Regions from separate parts of the Capra hircus genome. Here region 1 is linked to region 2. A link is a contact called in public Hi-C data. All regions are on one chromosome and are shown on one strand. The core of a region is the stretch at or near the end of the contact, and the rest is flanking DNA. Distances in the headings are between cores, read along the strand shown. Region 1 has its middle 56 kb from the start of KIF14. Region 2 has its middle 99 kb from the start of ZNF281.

Evidence for each region. Hi-C and Micro-C count contacts between places; a contact is called where the count stands out from the background.
Region 1: a contact with region 2 is called in a Hi-C map of blood, with 6 times the contacts expected there. The contact joins two enhancer-like sites. A contact is called at or near these places in 2 of 5 Hi-C or Micro-C datasets (both in blood).

The regions. Positions count from the first base shown.
Region 1 is chr16:77,781,648-77,784,347 of ARS1.2, forward strand. No RefSeq gene overlaps it. Among named protein-coding and RNA genes, the nearest start is that of KIF14, 56 kb to the right of the region's middle. Within about 2 kb of position 1,449, at least 1 of the 5 cell types and tissues checked has an H3K27ac peak or open chromatin away from gene starts, as enhancers often do.
Region 2 is chr16:77,614,139-77,616,922 of ARS1.2, forward strand. No RefSeq gene overlaps it. Among named protein-coding and RNA genes, the nearest start is that of ZNF281, 99 kb to the right of the region's middle. Within about 2 kb of position 1,408, at least 1 of the 5 cell types and tissues checked has an H3K27ac peak or open chromatin away from gene starts, as enhancers often do.

The DNA.
Region 1 (2,700 bases), core at 199-2,698, 170 kb after region 2:
CAGAACCAAACACAGGAAGTATCAAAGCTGCGCATCAGCGGACCATCCTGCAGGAGACACGATGGCGGGAACAGACTGCACCCACCCCCCTCCATTCCCGCCCTCCCGGGACGCCCCAGCTAGACTCCTTCTCAAGCTGCAGGCAGCTGTGAGACGCGGGGCTATCTTGGGTGGGCTTGCTTTTAGTCCCATCCTTACTGGGGAAATTTCAGGCTGCAGGAGAGGCAGGCCCTCAGGACGGGGTGGCTCGAACCAGAGCTTTAATAACTCAATCCCAGAGCCCACAGCGGCTCTACCTGGAGGCGGGTTTTACTGTCCTTGGGTCATAAAAATACTAGCTCCGGTCCCCCCGGGAATGATTTATAGTTGATTTACACAAAAACAGGCCTATTAAATATGAGCCCCAAAGATTTGGGGGCTTGGAGACATGAAAACTGGAGGCAGATGAAGTGAGTCCCACTCTGGGGGGCCCTCTCCCCAAGGGGACGCCCGGAGGGGTGCTGCCCACGGAGGCTGGGAGGGGAGGCTGCAGGCAGAAACTGCGTGCTCACCTGTCTTTGGAAGCGAATCTCTCTCACTTATTCGTCGGGGCGAGGGGCCAGGCTTCATGCACCACACACAGCCCTGGGCAAGAGAAACACTGAAACGCAAAATAATCCCCTTTGGAGAATTAAAAAAAAGAAAAAAGAAAATAGGATTGTGGAGAAGATAGAAGAGAAGAGAGAGGTGTTTATCGTGGACAAAACAGAGAACCGCAGCCGCGTGGATGGACCCAGAGATTATCCTACTAAGTGAGGTGAGTCAGACAGAGGAAGGCAAACGTCGCAAGATAACACTCATATGTGGAATCTTAGAATTACACAAATGAACTCATTTACAAAACAGAGACAGACACAAACACAGAAAACAGACTTATGCTCTCCAAAGGGGAAAGGTATGGGGAAGGATAAGTTAGGAGCTGGGGTTAACAGTAGATACATACTACTATACATAAAGTAGGTGAGCCACAAGGACCTGCTGTGTAGCGCAGAGAACTCTACTCAATATTCTGTTATAACGTGAACGGGGAAAGAACCTGAAAAAGAATAGATGTATGTATATGTATGACTAATCTCCTTGCCGTACACCTGAAACTTACGCATTGTTAATCAATTTTACTGCACTGAAATAAAACTTTAAGAAATAATGATGAGAAGCATTTTCCTTAAAAAGGAAAAAGGAGAGAGAATCCACTTGGAGATGGATTCTTCTTGTCTTTGGGGACGAAAAGAAGATCAGGGAGACGGATGAGGGCGGGGTAAGGAGCTGTGAAGGAGAAAAACCCAGGAGGTGGTGTTGACTGAGGGTCCCTCGGGGCCTGCAGGGGCGGCCCCTGGGGTACAGCCCAGCGCGGCTTCTGCTCCCTGCCAACCCCAGCCCCCAGCAGGCTCTGCCGCGGTGACCGTCGTAAACATGTTTTATGAGCCACGCTGCTGGCTGCAGCCTCACCTTCCCCAGAACAAAGACCAGTGTCCAACGGCAGCGACAGCGAGACGAGCAGCCTGACCCTCACCTCGCTGGTGGGCTTCGCACGCGAAAGCTTGGCGGGTCGGATGGGCAGGGCCCGGAGTCGATTTCTGTAGCAACACTGATGCTTTTCCCAGGTTCACGGGGGAGTTTTCCAATTACACACACACAAAAATGAAACCCGCAGACCCAACAGCACTGAAGAGAGGCCCCAGAACGCTCGCTGGAACACCAAAAGCTGCTTCTCATTAAAGCAGAGCCTTAGTGGGAAAGTTTAACTGGAGAACTTAGGGGAGAAGGTAGACACCGAAAGCTCCGCAGAAATAATTCTACGTGAGAAAAAGCAGAGCTGTCCGCTGAAGCCCCCTTTGCTGACCTGGTCCCAAGCCCCGGCTTCCCCACTGTCCTGATCACAGAGATTCAAATGTCCTCAATTGCATTGATTTCTCAAGAGTAGTCAAAAAGGTGACCGAATATTTTTAGCAGTTCATGAAAGTGAAAGTGTTAGTCACTCAGCCTCAGCCGACTCTTTGCAACCCCATGGACTGTAGCCCACCAGGCTCCTCTGTCCAGGGGGATTCTCCAGGCAAAAATACCACGGGGGGGACAGGTTGCCATGCCCTCCTCCAAGGGATCTTCCCAATCCAGGGGTCGAACCCAGGTCTCCTAATTGCAGGCGGATTCTTCACCATCTGAGCCACCAGGGTGAGCGTAATCCCAGGTCAGGGTCTCCACTCCTTGTTTCAGGGGGAAGATGTCCGCAGTTTCATTGTTTCTTTCTTCAGTTTGGGAACCAAGTTTCATTACTAGTAGTATTGTTATGATTATTACTTTGGCCCCACCCTGCGGCTTGTAGGATCTCAGTTCCCCAACCAAGGATCAAACCCAGGCCCTCAGCAGTCAAAGCACCAAGTCCTAACCACTGGACCATCAGGAAAATCTCTGGATCAAAAATTTCCAAACATTAGCCAGATTCTTGGGTGAATACAAAAATCGAGTTTTGTTTGGGGGAGGGGGCAGGAGGTTAACAGTGAGTTATGAGGATGCTTGAGGGTACTGCAAATGTCCACACAAAGCCCGGAGTTTGACTGGGGGATCAGATGTAAGGTGTAAGAAAAATAGGAGCTCACGTTGTTTTTAATTGACTTTGAAGACAGATCCACGTTCAAGTCCTGTTCCTACCACTTAGCTGTG
Region 2 (2,784 bases), core at 158-2,657:
CACCTCATGCGAAGAGTTGACTCATTGGAAAAGATTCTGATGCTGGGAGGGATTGGGGGCAGGAGGAGAAGGGGACGACCGAGGATGAGATGGCTGGATGGCATCCCTGACTCGACGGACGTGAGTCTGAGTGAACTCCGGGAGATGGTGATGGACAGGGAGGCCTGGCGTGCTGCGATTCATGGGGTCGCAAAGAGTCGGACACGACTGAGCGACTGAACTGAACTGAACTGAAAGACGTGCGGTGGCGGTGTTGTTCGTAAAGATGTGTGTGCGTACGACATAGCATCTGGTTCAGTGGAAGTGGGTTCACAAGCCACGTCTCTGCCCCTCACTCTTCTCACGTAGGGTCGCTTCACCGCCACCCTTCTAGGTCAGTAGATGCGTGCCTCGTGCATCCTTCTTAATCGTTGCATAATATTTCTTGGTACAGATGCCCAGCTGTCCCGTCTGCCCTTCCCTGACAGATGGGCAGGGGGCTTGTGCTCAGTGTTTCACCACCACAACCAGAGCTGCAGGAATTATCTGTGTACGTGAGCTCACACATGTGGGTCCTATCCCCAGGACCCTGCATGCATTTTCCACTGATTCGGTGGTATTAGATTATATACCACCTTCTGCTCCTTACTCTCTCCACCATGCTCCAGGCCTTGGAGAGCCAGCGACGCGGTAATCACAGGCCTGATCTGTTGATGCTACAGGGCGCCCATTACCCCAGCCGGTTTAACACTGTAGCAACACAAGGCGTGCGGTTCTTTCAACAGAACTGCTGCTGAAAAGCTCATGTGCTTAGCAGTAGAGCACCAAAAGGAAAAACAGTAATTCTGCCTTTTTTCAAACTCTTAACAAGTTCGATTTTGGAAAACTTCTACGACCTGGGGCACAGAGAGAAGAGGGAGACAGCCAAGGAGGGCTCATACTTGTTGAGAATCTACCGTGTGCCAGCTCTTTAGAAAAACCTTATTTGGTGCACAACACAAGCCTTAGGGTATTATCTTATCCACTGATCAGATGAGGAAGCTGAGGGCTGGAGGTTCGCCGAAAGTTCTCCTTGAGCTGGGGCGGGGGCGCAAGGGTCCCAAGCCGCGCCCACCTGCTCCTGAGCCTCTGCGCTTCTCGCGCCTCTTCCTAAGCTTCAACCCAGACAAATGTCTCACTTTTCTGAAAAGGATTCATGAGTGTCAGGGGGCGGGGGAGTGAGCAGGCCACAGGAGGCACGTAACGTATCACAAGGGAGGACTTCCCTGGGCTCCAGTGATTACAAATCCACCGGCCAGTGCAGGAGACACGGCTCTGTCCTGGTACAGGAAGACCTCACCTGCCACCGGGCAACTCCACCCGTGTGTCACAGCGACACAGCCTGTGCTCCAGAGCCCCAGAGCCGCAGTGACCGGAGGCCCCTCACCCGGAGTCGGTGCCCCACAGTGAGAGAAAGCCACCCGCCAAGAAGCCCGCCCACCACCAGGAAGGGCAGCCCCCTCACCGCAAGCTGAGGGCTGCCCACAGAGCAGTGAGGACCCAGCACTGCCTGAAGCAAGCAGGCAGATCATCTGTTTTAAAAAGCTGCACAAAGTCGCCAATAGACAGTCCCATCCAAGGACTCTGAGAACACTGGACCACAGATACTCTTCCCGGCAAAAATTACTGGGCTTAAATGAAAGTTCCAAGAAGCTCCGACCAGCTGGGATCCCACAGCCATCCCAGGGCTCGCGTCCAGCACTGGGCTTCCTCTTCCCCAACGTGTGGGTGCAATCTGGCCACACGCTGTAGTCAGGGTATGTAAGGACCCCAGAAACCATCACAGCACTGTCAGCAGAAAAGCCCGAAAGGAGCAGATGACATGGTTCAGCACGGATGAGACAGAGAGGAATGTTAAGAGTTTACACAGTTTTCCACCAAAGGCTCCAAAGTCAGAACAGGGGCCACATGATTGCTGCGATTTTTTTTATTTTTTTAAATCTGGCTGTGCCAGGTCTTCGTTGCATCAAGTGGGACCATCACTGCAGCATGTAGGACCTAGTTCCTCCACCAGGGATCGAACGCAAGCCCCTGCATCAGGATGGCGGAGTCTTAACCACTGCACCACCAGGGAAGCCCCTCACTGAGATGAAAGTGAGCCGAGACCCAGCACTTCACAGGGGGCAGTGGGTTCCGTCCACACCACCAATCACGCAACCGACTGGCTCTGGGTCGTGAGGAGGATGAGGCAGCTGAAGAGAAACCTGGGAGCCCTGAGGGAGACAGGAGCACAGGAAATGCACGCCGTCTGACCCATCTGACAACTGGTGGAGAGCCTCCGACCTGAAGGGCTCTCGGGCCCCCAGGGAAGAGGCAAGTGCGACAAAAAGCACAGGGCAGGCAGACAGAAGCCAGCTCAAAGCCGGAAGCGGCATGGAGGTGCCTCCCGGGGGGTCCAGTGCTTAAGACCTCACCTTCTGGGGCAGGGGCTGCGGGTTCTGGCCCTGGTCAGGTGGTTAAGATCCCACACGCCTCTCGCCCCAAAATCCAAAACTTAAAACGGAAGCACTATTGCAACAAATTCAATGAAGACTTTAAAGGTGGTCTGCATCCAGTGTGTGCATATATATACACACACAGACGGGATTCTCCCTGCGGAGCCACGAGGGCCGCACAGAAGAGACGGCCTCTGGCCAAGACCTTGAAGGAGGACTAGGAACTAACAGACACCCTGACGTCCAACGTTCATCACCAGGTCACTGGGGCCAGCACTGCTCAGGCAGCTTCATGTGCGGTATGCCATCCACGCGTCAGAACCATGATTGC